Linked DNA regions of Zea mays: region 1 is linked to region 2. A link is a contact called in public Hi-C data. All regions are on one chromosome and are shown on one strand. Each heading gives the region's core, a stretch centred on a gene start, on an enhancer-like site or on the middle of the called end of the contact. The rest is flanking DNA. Distances are from core to core; before and after follow the strand shown.

Evidence for each region. Hi-C and Micro-C count contacts between places; a contact is called where the count stands out from the background.
Region 1: a contact with region 2 is called in a Hi-C map of tassel, with 4 times the contacts expected there. The contact joins the promoter of LOC103647263 here to the promoter of LOC103647262 in region 2. A contact is called at or near these places in 3 of 25 Hi-C or Micro-C datasets (ear, leaf and tassel).

Annotation. Positions count from the first base shown.
Region 1 is chr2:169,731,189-169,738,266 of Zm-B73-REFERENCE-NAM-5.0, forward strand. LOC103647263 (Single-stranded nucleic acid binding R3H protein) reads right to left here and starts at 1,271. Exons shown (of 5, transcript XM_008671815.4): 1 at 753-1,271; 2 at 1-205. The coding sequence starts at 1,023. It overlaps LOC103647264, which reads left to right and starts at 5,892. Exons shown (of 3, transcript XM_023301789.2): 1 at 5,892-6,124. The coding sequence starts at 5,963.
Region 2 is chr2:169,573,120-169,579,864 of Zm-B73-REFERENCE-NAM-5.0, forward strand. LOC103647262 (ubiquitin-60S ribosomal protein L40-1) reads right to left here and starts at 4,995. Exons shown (of 4, transcript XM_008671814.4): 1 at 4,692-4,995; 2 at 4,411-4,600; 3 at 2,098-2,164; 4 at 1,301-1,571. The coding sequence starts at 4,794. The coding sequence ends at 1,542. It overlaps LOC111591051 (small nucleolar RNA Z266), which reads right to left and starts at 3,784; the gene lies at 3,696-3,784. It overlaps LOC111591050 (small nucleolar RNA Z266), which reads right to left and starts at 3,998; the gene lies at 3,910-3,998. It overlaps LOC111591047 (small nucleolar RNA Z266), which reads right to left and starts at 3,142; the gene lies at 3,054-3,142. It also overlaps LOC111591048 and LOC111591049.

The DNA of each region.
Region 1 (7,078 bases), core at 21-2,520, 150 kb after region 2:
TCGAATGTTGTCTTACGGAGGATGATACGTGAACCAGTTCCATCAGGCAAACTGTTGTCTGGTATGGCAATGGACTGCAGGAAGTAATGCTGCGCCAGGCGATGTGCAGCAAGACGCAGATACGAAGTTGGAAGGCCATTGAATTCATACTCTGTACGACTAGGGTCATGAATGAACTTCAAAATTTCTTGCTCCATTCTTAGCACTGCAGAAAGGAATAGACTGGGGTCAAATACAAGGACTAGGCGTATTTTGTCGATTAATATTAAAGCATTAGGCAATGGAACAGTCAAAATGTAAAGTTCCAGTTGGTGATAATTGGGTTAAATAGTAGAACCACGCGACCATCAGATGCACAAGCTGCTTGGAACAAACACTTGCAATTCATAATTTTCGGAACGGGATTTTACTATCTGATGGCTGTACAAAATCTCTTATCCCATGGGACCAGCATGTTTGCACAGGTGAAAAGGACATAAACTGTATGGAAAACACCAGTCACATTTTCCAGATACCTCACTATAGTGGCAAGCCATAAGGGATGAAGTACATAAAGATAGCACACAGTATATAATTAAGACCAAGAATACATGTACCCTATGAATAAAGCAGCTAGCCGCCTGCGCACATCTCAAAACAAGCAAGGAACACTCTGCACGAATTCTAAGCTAACATTTTTGTCGCCCAATCAAGTTAACGCATAACAAACAAATGGAATGGTAAACTAACTGCGGAGGAGGCGTTAATTTTACCAGAAAGCCTCTCCCTTGGCTTCTCGAGGGCCTCTCGTAGGAACTGATCGACCTGGGCTACCACATCCTCGCGCGCATCTGAGGGAGCCGAAGGCGCGCCCTGCGGCTGCAGTGTGGGCGGCGGCTGGGGCGGGTCCTGGTCGTCAGCGAAGTCCGGCGAAGAGGACACGCGTCGCGCGGAGAGGATGAGCCGACTCATGGGCCCGTCTATGTCGGCCGTCTCCCACGAGTCCGGCGCAGCGGCTGCGGCGTCCTCGGCTGCGGGCTCCATGTCTTTACGTGCGCGTGCGATCCGGAGCTAGAGAGCGGAGGGACGGCGGGCGGAGAAGCTGGAGCTAGAAACGAGGGCGGCCATGGGGCCGGGGCGCCGGGATCTGGAGGAGGAAGCGCAGCTAGGGTTTGGTTCTGCGGTGCAGGTGTTGGGAGGAACCCGAACGCGGTGGAGATAGGAATCTAGGCGAAGGCGAGGGAGGATAGGGTGTGCAGTGAAGTTACGATGTTGCCCTTGCGGTATTACCATGTGCGCTGATGAGGCCGATTTTTTAGCTCTTTTTTCGGGGAAAAATCATGTTTGCCCCCTGAACGACTTAATAGTGTTTTTGACTATTTGCTCGATATCATAGACCATATCGTGGAGATAACACATATCGGCATCATAAGCCATGCATCGAACAAAGGGACACGCTAGCGGCTGACATGATCTAGCTCGACGTCACAGATCTTAGAGCCGAGCTAGGCAGCCTTAATAAATCCCCTACTTCCCTGGGCGAGAGCTACTCCCGACCATTCTTCTTCTTCCTCATTTCCTTCGTTTTCCATATCTCCCAACGGACTCCAATCTTCGTTTTCGAGTCTGAAAGCTTCGTTTCGGTCTATACAACTTGAAGAGCAATGTATGGTGTCTCACTGATTTATTTATTATATATATATATATATATTAAGAGCTCTGGGCTTCCAATAACTAGAGGAAGTCCAGGTCGGACGGTGCAATCCGGTCGAGCCGGACCACATCCAGACGTCTATAAAACAGGATCGGGAGTGGTAGGGTTCAGTTTTTTACGCTCCACCCTGATTCATTAGCGACGCCGCGTGCGACGACGACGGTTGCCCTAGAGCGTGCGCGGCGGTGGACCCCCAGCCGGTGGCCGCAACTCCATGACCTCGACGCGCGGTGGCGGAGGTTCCTCGATCTGGAGTAGTGGCGGCGGTTCCCAGGTCGGTGGCGGCGGCTCCCCGATCCAGAGGGCGAGCGACAGCGGTGCCCTTGTGCGGGCAAACGGCGGCGTCCCCGAGGCCTCGAGGAGGCGGCACTTCCAAAGCCGGCGAGCAAGCGACGCCCGTCAACGTGCGAGTAGCGACGACGACTCATGAGACGCGATGTTCGAGCGAGCGGCGTCACGGAAGGCATGAGATGCGCGCAGCGATGATCGTGCGTGACATCTTCCGATCCGGCGCAGTTTCTTTTCGATTATTGTGTTTTATGCCTATCACATGTATTATTTATGCTAAAAATTGTACGATTTTATGCTTGAACACGGAGTTCGTATATCAGTTTACTGCATGCACATTGGAAAGACAATTCCTTAATTTATGTTGTTCGTAATTTGCGCGCATGCAATGGAAACTCCCACGATTTTTGCCATAATTTTTGGATTTGTATAAAAATAGAAACCGCATGCATGCGGCTGCCATGTTTTTCGGATCTGATATAAAAATAGGATCGTAATAACAACCTACTAGAGCTATCAACCTCTCAAATTGACTCGGTATTTACGCTTATAATTGAGGGATTTTATACTCAAAACTTAAGGTTTTTACGCTCCACCCAGAGATTTGTCCACCAGTGAATAACATGCCAGATTTTTTACGCAGTGTAAGGAATTACATAAATACCTACAGTGTAATATAATTTGTTTCAGTATATATCATAAACTAGTTCTAATGCGTTTAGCTGCATAGATGTTAGAGAGATCCTATATTTATGAAGGAAATAAAACATTAAATGCGATTTTTTGTTTCTATGAATGCAATTCATTTCCTTTCATTGCATATTCTTTTCATCATAAATTCATGTGCATGCAGCTGGTAACAGATTTTTACGCAGTATACCGAATTGCATAATTATCTACACAGTGTAGCATATTTAGTATAAGTATATATCATAAAATGGTCATTGCGAGTCTAGCTGCATGGCTGTTGCAGCGATCCTAAATTTTTGGAGGAAATAAAGAATTTAAAATAGAAACCGACACACATATCTTTCCTAAATTTATGCGCATGCAAGGAAACATGCTTGGCTCATGCATGCATTTTGCCATAATTTTTGGATCTGTATAAAAATATAAACCGCATGCATGCGGCTGCCATGTTTTTCGGATCTGCCATAAAAATAGGATCATAATAACAACCTACTAGAGCTATCAACCTCTCACATTGGCTCGGTATTTACGCTTATAATTGAGGAATTTTATGCTTAAAACTTAAACTTTTTACGCTCCAACCCGGAGATACGTCCACCAGTGAACAACATGCCAGATTTTTTACGCAGTGTATCGAATTGCATAAATACCTACACCGTGTAGTATAATTTGTATCAGTATATATGATAAACTAGTTATAATGTGTTTAGCTGCATGGCTGTTGAAGGTATCCTATATTTATGAAGGAAATAAAACATTAAATATATTTTTTTATTTTTATGCGTGCAATTCATTTCCTTTCATTGCACATTCTTTCCATCATAAATTCGTGCGCATGCAATTGGTAATAGATTTTTATGCAGTATACCTAATTGCATAATTATCTACACAATGTAGCATATTTAGTATCAGTATATGTCATAAAATAGTCCTTACGAGTCTAGCTGCATGGCTGTTACAGCGAACTTAAAATTATGGAGTAAATAAAGCATTTAAAAATAGAAATCGCCACACATATCTTTCCTAAATTTACGCGCATGCAAGGAACGTGTTTGACTCATGCATTCATTCTTTTTTTGCGCGTATGGGGCGGGTGGCGCACCCAACAGCCTGGTTGAGTCGGCGCGTTGTGTTCAACCATGTTGCAGGGTGGTCGGCCTGGGCTTCTTTTAACTATTGGAAGCCCAGGGCTCCCGTTATACCTGCCCTATATATATATATATATATATATATATATATATATATATATATATATATATATATATATATATATATATTGCTTCCTGTGGTTCTTTAGGGTTTAGATTAATTAGGTTTGATTGGTGGACATATGATGGAAAACATGTATCGTGAGCAGTTGTGGCGGACGAGAGTATTGGTGCCACTGTGTTGAGAACATGTTGCAGTGCTCTCTGCACAGGTGCGGACGGTCCGCAGCCAGGGGTCGGATAGTCCGCGACCTGGTGCAGGGCTCGGGTTCCCTGCCGGACGGTCCGTGCCTAGAGGCCGGACGGCCCGCGCGTGCGTAGGGGCACCGGAGTTCGCCGGCGACGCCTGAATCTCGCTCCCGAGAGGGACCCCGTCGGGGAGGAGAGATCCTAGGCTTCGTCTAGGGTCGGCAGACCACCCTAGACACCTCTAATCGACGTAGAGCCGAAGAGAAACGAAGAATTTGGGGTACGGAAAACTAATCTAGAGCTAAACTAGAACTACTCCTAATGCATAAGTAAAACGAGAAATAGAATTGATTTGATCGATTGTGGGGGTTCAATCAGTCGTAGCCCTTCATCTATATAAAGGGGGGTCTGGATCCGCTACAAGTTGTTTCCCGAGCTAATCCTGTGGTTTTAGGTAACAAATCCCGTGAGAAACTCGAAACCCTAACTGACTCTGCGCACACGCGGACCGTCCGCGCGGTCGTTTCTGGTGCTCAACATATGCCCCCTGCCTTTTGGTGGAGGTTGACGAACCAAAAGCATATGAACTAAGCCTAATGCAAGCCACCGGCTTTTTCGATCCAATATGGCGATCATTCAATAGAGCCCCAATGCGTAAATATCGTTTAAGACTGCATCTTTCTCGACCGTGATCATTTCATCAATGGATCAAAAAGGATTAGAATGGAGATGCCCCCCAGCCTGAATAGACAAAGGGAGTACGCATGTACCATGGGTTCAACATCGTACCATTCCATATTTGAACAGGACAATACATCGATGATGAGTAGGTGGTGGGAAGCATCCTGGCATAACAGGATGAACAGGCGATGCTTGTTGCGTCGTCTTTCGGGTTGTTTTACTCGGCCGTTTTGTTTTAGTGGGTGACAGGGTGTAACACCCTGAATTTGGGGGTATAAAATTTCTTTTCGAATATTCACCAAATTCAGGTGTTACCCTCTCTTTATCATCTTCTTTTCTATTTTTTCCATTGGTTAAAAGCAAATCAATTTTGGTTGTTAAATCCATTAGAGTAGAGAGTTTTTTTTAAAAGAAAATAATGTTGTGAAAAAATTAGCCTTTGAGTAATATAAAACTTTAATCAACGGTTAATGCATTTATTTTTAGAGCATGACTTTTGTTTGTTAATTAATTTCCAAAGGTTTATTTGTATTCGATTTATTTTTATAAAAACCCAGTTTATTTAAATAAATAGGATTTACCCTAATTATTCTTTTGAAATTGTTTTTTTATTATTTATAATTTATTATATTTTCAGAATATTCTAATATGTATATTTAGAAAAAAGGAACAAAAGAAAAGAAATAAATAAAAGGGAAATCAACCCCCTCTCCCTTTCAGCCCGCTCGCGGCCCAAATTCTTCCCCGGCGCTCCCGCGCCGGCCTGCCTCGTCTGCGGCCCAGCTCGACCTCGGCTGCGCTTGGCCTCGCGTGTGTGCGGCCCACGCCAGCGCCCAGCCTGCTTGAGCTCCCGCGCGCACAGCGCACTCGTGCGGCCCAGCTCGGCCAGCGCCCTCCTCGGCCTGCCCGCGGCCCACTTCGTGTCCTGTAGCCCAGCGCGCCACGCTGCCCTCACCTCGGCCCAGGTGGCGTTCCCCCCCCCCCCCCCCCCCGCAGGCCCAACACGCTTTCCCCTCTTTTTGGCTCGCTCAGCATTTTCTTTTCCCTGCGGCCCAGCGCCAGCAGCAGATCCCCCGGCCCACTTGGCCTTTTCCTGGGCGCGCGGCCTGCTTGGCCTTTTCCTGGGCGCGCTCATCTGCAGCAAGCCAGCGATCGTGGCTCCGCGCAGCCACGTTCCACCTCTCACGCAACAGCCGTCACCCGTCCTGTTCGCATGCCGGGATATCGCTCGTCTCGAGGAAACCGACGACTCCAATTCGAGCCTAGCCCCAGGCACCCACGCGCGTGCTCTGCGATGCCGACCCAGCGAAGCCTCGCGACGATCGTCCCTGGAAGTCCTCCGGCGTCCGTTCCTGATGTCCACGCAATCGCCAAGGTACAAAGTCTCCCATCCTCTCTCCTCCCATGGTGGTCGGCACCTAGAGGCTAAATCCCCAGCGCCTAATCCCACGGTCCTACCTGCAGGCGGCCATCTCCCTCTCGTCCAGCATACCCGAGCGGCCATATCCCATGTGCGGCGTACCAGGCCTGCTCGAAGCCCTCCAAAATCCTTTCATGTAATCTCTCGTCATGTGATTATTCCTGCACCCTCCAGCTTCTTCATGTGGCTAGCACAGTAGGTAAGGAACTCCACTCCTAATCGTTCTCCAAATCTTGGATGAGACAAGCCTCCTCGTGCACCACTAATCCCTACATGCATCCATCCAATAGAGAAAATGCCCCTCATCATCTATGGATTTTCTGCTGCTAAGATCTTGTGGCCATAGGTGTGGACATCCTCCAGCCAATAAAATTATGCCATGTCACCCTGGATACACTATTTATTAAATAGCGATAAACAAATCTATAGTTTTAATTTACGCTTTATAAATACCTTTATTATGATTACGCTTGATCCAATGTTTTTGAATTAATACTGGTTAGTATAAATGTGTTGCCGCGTGAATCGTCTATTGTCGATCGCGGGTGTCTCGCGTGCTGTCCGCATGTTATTTAATTATTTTCGTTTTTGTCGCTCGCGCTAATTAGTCAATTATTGTTTAGTTGTTGGTTAATTAAAATAACAATTCAATTAGAATGACTCTATAGTTTTAACTCGTGCTTTTATAAATATAAATATTAATTAACATGATTAATACCAGCTTAAATACTTCTCGTTAATTATTTGTTTGTTGTTGTTCGCGCCCGACATTGTTTGCGCGTCATCGTGCTGTGTCGCGCACTATCGCATTGCTTGCACGTTGTCGCGTGCGTGTTCACGTGTCGTTCACGTGCTGTTTGCGCATCGTCGTCATTCCTTCACGCGTTCGTGTCGCGCGTCTGGTTCGCG
Region 2 (6,745 bases), core at 3,745-6,244:
ACCCAAAGTATGGTGGTATAGATTTGGAGCCAAACCACCGTCGCTCAATCTAGCTTTTTTCTGTTTCCAACACCACATGTGGCCACCACAAAGGCTGCTCACGGTCGTACATGCACCTCCCACCAATGATGCTCTTTTTTGTGACACGGAGGACGAAGACAGTCGCTTGACGAAAACAAAAACGAATCAGTAACTTTCGTAGCCACTAGCGGGTAGTTGATTTCGTGGACTTAGAAAGAGATTAGAAAACTTTGGACCATCGATTGTCTTGACTACAAAATTTTTAGGACATATTTAGTTTCGATTAGTCTTAGGACTAAACTTTAGTCCCTATTTGTTTGGTTCCAAGGACTAAATAAATTCTAAAGTCATTAAAAACATTATCCAAAGACTCAAATGTCCTTGCAATACACTAATGTGGACTTTTAGTCTCTTGTAGCACCTATGTGAAGGACTAAAGACTAAATTATTTTAGTATATATTTTAGTCCTAATGTTTGGCAAAAAAATGGACTAAATAGGACTAAAAACTAGAGACTAATCTTTAGTCCCTCTAACCAAACACCGCATTAGTCGATCTTATAGGCATCAAGCAGGCAACAGAAAAAGAAAATTGAGCAGTTGTATTTGACGAGCACCAGCGAAAGAAAAGGTCAACTGGCTAGATGGGCTGAGGTATATTTAAGGAATTGTTGGAGTTGGATATGTTCTTAGCCTTTTCAACTTTTAAGAGGAACCGGATGCAGTTGGAGATGCTCAATTCATATCTTAAAACAATGTCTTATCTTAAAATATAGTGTTCAACTTATAAAAAAACAACTCTATTTTAAAATTTATCAAAAATATATATAGAGCACTCCATGAAGTAACCTAAATATGCTACAACCTAACCTAGTGTCCACTTTGTTTTCTACATCATTCTCACACTTTTCTTTTCTAATAATGTAATTCACCTCAAAAATACATGATTTAACACAGTTTATTTTTAGTGCCCTAAACACTTTTCTACATCATTCTCACACTTCTCTTTTCTAATAATGTAATTCACCTCAAAAATACATGATTTAACACAGTTTATTTTTAGTGCCCTAAACACTTTGAATGATGTATGCTCTTGGAAGGTCTTGACTTCAAGGAAAATTTGTAGTAGCTGTTGGAAAGTTTTGTGGTGCTTTATTTAGACACTCATGAGTCATGACCATAGTATTAAACCATGTTTCGCTTCGAAATTTCCAGCTGAAACGATTTATGTCATGCGTTTCCCTCTGTTTTCTAGCTGATTAAATTGGCGGTGGAGAAAATTATGGAACGTTTCCCTCTACTGCAGCACAACAGCAACAAAAAGGAAGAGCCACAATACGACATGACACCATATAGTAATAATATTACTAGACTTCTGAAACGATTTATGTCATGCTGAAGACCCTGAACAGGAACACACGAGTTACGACTGAAAAACGTTGCAGCAGCCTATGCAGCTACAAAAGCTTTGAAACTTCGTCTTGTTGACGCAAACCATGCAAGGAACCGATTTGGCAAGCTTCAGTTCTTGATCTTCTTCTTTGCCCTCAGCTGAAAATGGGAGAAACAAGGGAGACATTAAGAGTCAAGCAAAACAAATAAACCATCGACTGTGATTTTTCAACTGTTCACATCATAATTAGATACTCTCTCTGATCTTTTGTATTTGTCGCGGTTTAATTCAAAAATGAACTAGCTGACGACAGAATACTAAATTTCTAATTACAAGGCATTAAAGCTTTGTTGAGGTAAAAATTATAGAATTATGACATCAAATATAAATACTAAAAAATTCTAGTTGTACCTAGTATCACAAAAGTTATTATTTTACTATATCTAATTGGTCGGCTTGATTCTCCAAAGTAACTAACTTGACAAATATACCGAGTAGAAAACCAGATGATGCTCCAAACATTATGAATTTGTGACATTTGCTAGGACTCAAGGGAAAAGTCAAGAGCTACATGCCTAAAGCTGACTCGCACCATCTTGCTTATATACAAATCTAAAAAAAAATATGACAATTTGTTACTGTAAGCCACTACAAACAAGAATCTAGCACAAGAGCAATGTTTACCTGGTTGCTGTGGCCACACTTCTTCTTGCGGCAGTTAACAGCCCTGGGGTGCAGCCGTGCATAGCACCTGGATCAAATAAAGGACTTAGATTACCCTAGGTTCATAATGATTATAAGATTTTCCAGATGCAAATTTAATAGTATTTAAGAAACTATCCATGGAAAAAAATCAAACACACAGCAATGAGAAAAAACAAGAACCAGGAAACTTGAAGTGGTATAAAGGCAGGATGATTGGCAGGTCAGACAAATATATGGCTCATAAGTAATGCTTACTTCCCACATTTACTTGATTCAGTGTGTTTGGTTGAGGCTTCTAAAGAAGCTATTGTGAGCTATGGCTATGAAAAAAATGATGTGGGCTGCGGGCTGTGAAAAAGTTATAAACTATTTGGTTCAAACACTAAAATCTACTTCCTGTCTCTACCTAAAAGTGAAAAGCTCTATTTTCACCATTTCAAATGCAGAAAGCCAAAAGCAGGGTTCAACGTCGTACTCCTTTGGTTGAACACCACCCACTTGTTATTACACATAAAACAGTTCTTTTTTCCTTCTCGCAAGTTCATCTTCCCGTCGCTCGCCACTTGCTGCTCCAACAAAGCCTGCATCTGCTCCCGCTCCTGACAGCCCTCTCCCTCCCTGACACTGACCCTGGAAGTGACGATACCCTCCCCTCTCCAACCTGCCACTCCAGCTCCCACTCCATGGCCGCGCGAGCAGGGGCCATGCCCTCCATGACCCTCCCAGTCCCAAGCTAGCCATGCTGACCACACCCAGCTGGCCGCTTGCTCTGGCAATTATTTTCTTTTTTATAGGAGGAAGAAAAGACTTCACACAACTATTTGATTCATCATTCCTTGCCACTTCTTTACGAAAACACAGCATCAGCAGTGCACCAATATTCATCAATGGGTTACTTATAAAAGGTTAGCAGAATGCAGACGAACACTGTTGTGGACTGGCAGGTCAGACAGAATGTATGCCTCAAAAGTTAAGCTCATAAGATAGCTTCGCACATCTAATTGGTTCATCACTCCTGCCAACCAGATGCACTGAATGCAATTGAAACAAAGACCACTTCTTTATGAAAACACAGCATCAGCAGTGCACCAATATTCAACAATGGGTTACTTATAAAAGGTTAGCCGAATGCAGACGAACACTGTTGTGGACTGGCAGGTCAGACAGAATGTATGCCTCAAAAGTTAAGCTCATAAGATAGCTTCGCACATCTAATTGGTTCATCACTCCTGCCAACCAGATGCACTGAATGCAATTGAAACAAAGACCACTTCTTCATGAAAACACAGCAGCAGCAGTGCACCAATATTCAACAATGGGTTACTTATAAAAGGTTAGCAGAATGCAGACGAACACTGATGTGGACTGGCAGGTCAGACAGAATGTATGCCTCAAAAGTTAAGCTCACAAGATAGCTTCGCACATCTAATTGGTTCATCACTCCTGCCAACCAGATGCACTGAATGCAATTGAAACAAAGACCGCTTCTTTATGAAAACACAGCATCAGCAGTGCACCAATATTCAACAATGGGTTACTTATAAAAGGTTAGCAGAATGCAGACGAACAATGTTGTGGACTGGCAGGTCAGACAGAATGTATGCCTCAAAAGTTAAGCCCATAAGATAGCTTCGCACATCTAATTGGTTCATCACTCCTGCTAACCAGATGCACTGAATGCAATTGAAACAAAGACCACTTCTTCATGAAAACACAGCAGCAGCAGTGCACCAATATTCAATAATGGGTTACTTATAAAAGGTTAGCAGAATGCAGACGAACACTGTTGTGGACTGGCAGGTCAGACAGAATGTATGCCTCAAAAGTTACGCTCATAAGATAGCTTCGCACATCTAATTGGTTCATCACTCCTGCCAACCCAATGCACTGAATGCAATTGAAACAAAGATAGTGGATTGTCACAAGTGGACACAAACTGATTGCTATGAAACAAAGATAATGGGTAGTCACAAGTGAACGCAAAGGAATGGGAAATGTCCCACCCGTGAAAATCAACTGCTGGAGTGGACTAGGCAGATGACAAAGTATGGGTGGGTGTCAATCTCTGGAGCCATGGGTGAACCCAATGCCACACATATAGGTCGGCGAGTCAATAACCCACAGCTCCACTGTAGTGGCAGCACGACGACTGCACATCCTACCACAATTACAACGGAACGCATGGATACAAAAATGTTCCATGTAGGTATCCTAGCGTAATCACAAGTCGAAAAAATGAATATATTCACCACAAACAATTTTTACTGGTTCGCGGTGGAGAAAAGAGCTCACTTGCGGCAGATCATCTTGTCCTGGTTGTACTTGCGGGCGAGCGCCTGGAGGGAAGGTTCAATGATGCCACCGCGAAGGCGAAGAACAAGGTGAAGGGTGGACTCCTTCTGGATGTTGTAGTCGGCCAAGGTGCGGCCGTCTTCGAGCTGCTTCCCCGCGAAGATTAGTCGCTGCTGGTCCGGCGGGATACCTGCACGCGTCAAGGTACAGGAATCAGCCATAGCCTGACAGGGGAAACGGGGTAAAAATGAACTCAGAAATGGATGCGTACAATACTCTACCTTCCTTGTCCTGGATCTTGGCCTTGACATTGTCGATTGTATCGCTGCTCTCGACCTCGAGGGTGATGGTCTTTCCCGTCAGGGTCTTCACGAAGATCTGCATCTTGACGTACCCGCCCCTTCTCTGAAGCTCACCGGACCAAGCTTTAGCGTCGGCTGCTCGTCGGCTTCGTACACAGAAGGGCAGGGTGAGCAAGGCAAAGGCGGCGGCCACCTGCTTTTATAGCACGCCAGGAAGTCTAGGGTTTTAATTGGGCTGGGCTTTTTCTGCTTGACCCCCGCATGAAGCCATGAAGGCTCCCAGGATTCTCAATGGGCCGGACCTTTTATATTCTACTCCAGATTATTTGGCGCCCCTTCACCCTTGTTAGCAAATTTCGCGCAAATGGAAATGTTGTCAAACTGAAATCATTCTATTAAATCAGGTTTGCATCTTATTAATTATTCTTATGGGTTGTTTCGTCTAGTGGTAGGATTCTTGCTTTTGGTTCAAAGGCCGTAAGTTCAATTCTGACAACATCCCATTACAAGTCACTAGGCCTGTTTTTCTATATAGGCAATTAATGTTTTTTAAGACTCTAGGATTTTCATTGGGCCGAGCATTTTCACGGTATTTTTTAGAGTATTTGAAACTTCACACCAACCTAAAGTTTTTTTCTATGACTAGCATTGCACATGTATACTAAATATTATGGTTTGAAATACTTTGTTTCCAAACACTTATAGCTAAGACTGATGTAAAAAATATTATGGTTGTGTTATGACATCTTAAAACCGTAATATTTCAAAACCATGATTTTGAAATACCTTGTTTCCAAACACGCCCTAATTTTGAATGTTGTGTGGTCTAAGGGCATGTACAACCTAGAGCCTCTTGCTCGCTTTTTCAAGTAGAAGAGACGGCTAAGAAAATGCATCATACAACCCTAAGCCACTAGAACATTAATGCAGTTAAGAGACAATATGTATAGAAAGTTGTGAAAAGACGGGCTCTTCGTGAAAAGCCTATCTCTTGACTTTTTTGTAGTTAACTCCCTAAAGACACCTTAAGAAACCCCTCAGTTAATGGGGTTGTACAAGCCATAAGTACCCCATGTTGGCTACTAAATTTTAAATTGAATTATAGTCTACATTTACAAAATGTTAGTTAGGTGTTAGAGCATCTCCAACTGTACCTAGTGTCCTATATTAAATATAGGGATCAACTCGTATAAAACAACTCCAACAGTGTCATATTTTACTTATTTTTATCAAAAATATAGACACTCCATAAAGTGGTCCAAATATACTACACCCGAAATCATTGCTCTACCCTTGTTTTCTACATCATTATCAATATCTTCTTTCATAATAATGTAGTTTACTACATAAAACCCATGATTTAGGGCTTAACTATTAGAGCACAATTTGTTTTTAGTGTCCTAAACACTTTAAACCGTGTAATATTTTAATTTTTTAGCACTATTTTGAGTCACCTTGTTGGAGATGCTCTTAGTCTAGTGATAACATCCACGCTTTGGGTGGGGTACAAGAGGTCCTAAGTTTGGTTACAAGAGGTCGTGAGTTTGGTTCTCACAACACCCAGCTCGGTGGACATGTGAAAGATTTGATTATTGAAGCCAAGAGATTACTCGAAGCCTGACCTGGTAGCCTCGGGCGGGGACTTCATAGAAAGAGTTATCGTGTTCTGCCTCATAGCCATCGTTGTGAACTAGACTCTTGTGGACGTCCTTGGCCTGGTGTAGATGATGTCGATCTAACTCGGTATTCTGATCTCTTCCATGATGAAGAGTATGAGCCCTATTGGACTGAGTTGGTTGTCGAGTCCCCTCTGAAAGTCGCCTAGAGGGGGGTGAATAGGGCGAATCTGAAATTTATAAACTTAAGCACAACTACAAGCCGGGTTAGCGTTAGAGATAAAAACGAGTCTGAGAGAGAGGGCGCAAAACAAATCGTGAGCAAATAAAGAGCGAGACACGATGATTTGTTTTACCGAGGTTCGGTTCTTGCAAACCTACTCCCCGTTGAGGTGGTCACAAAGACCGAGTCTCTTT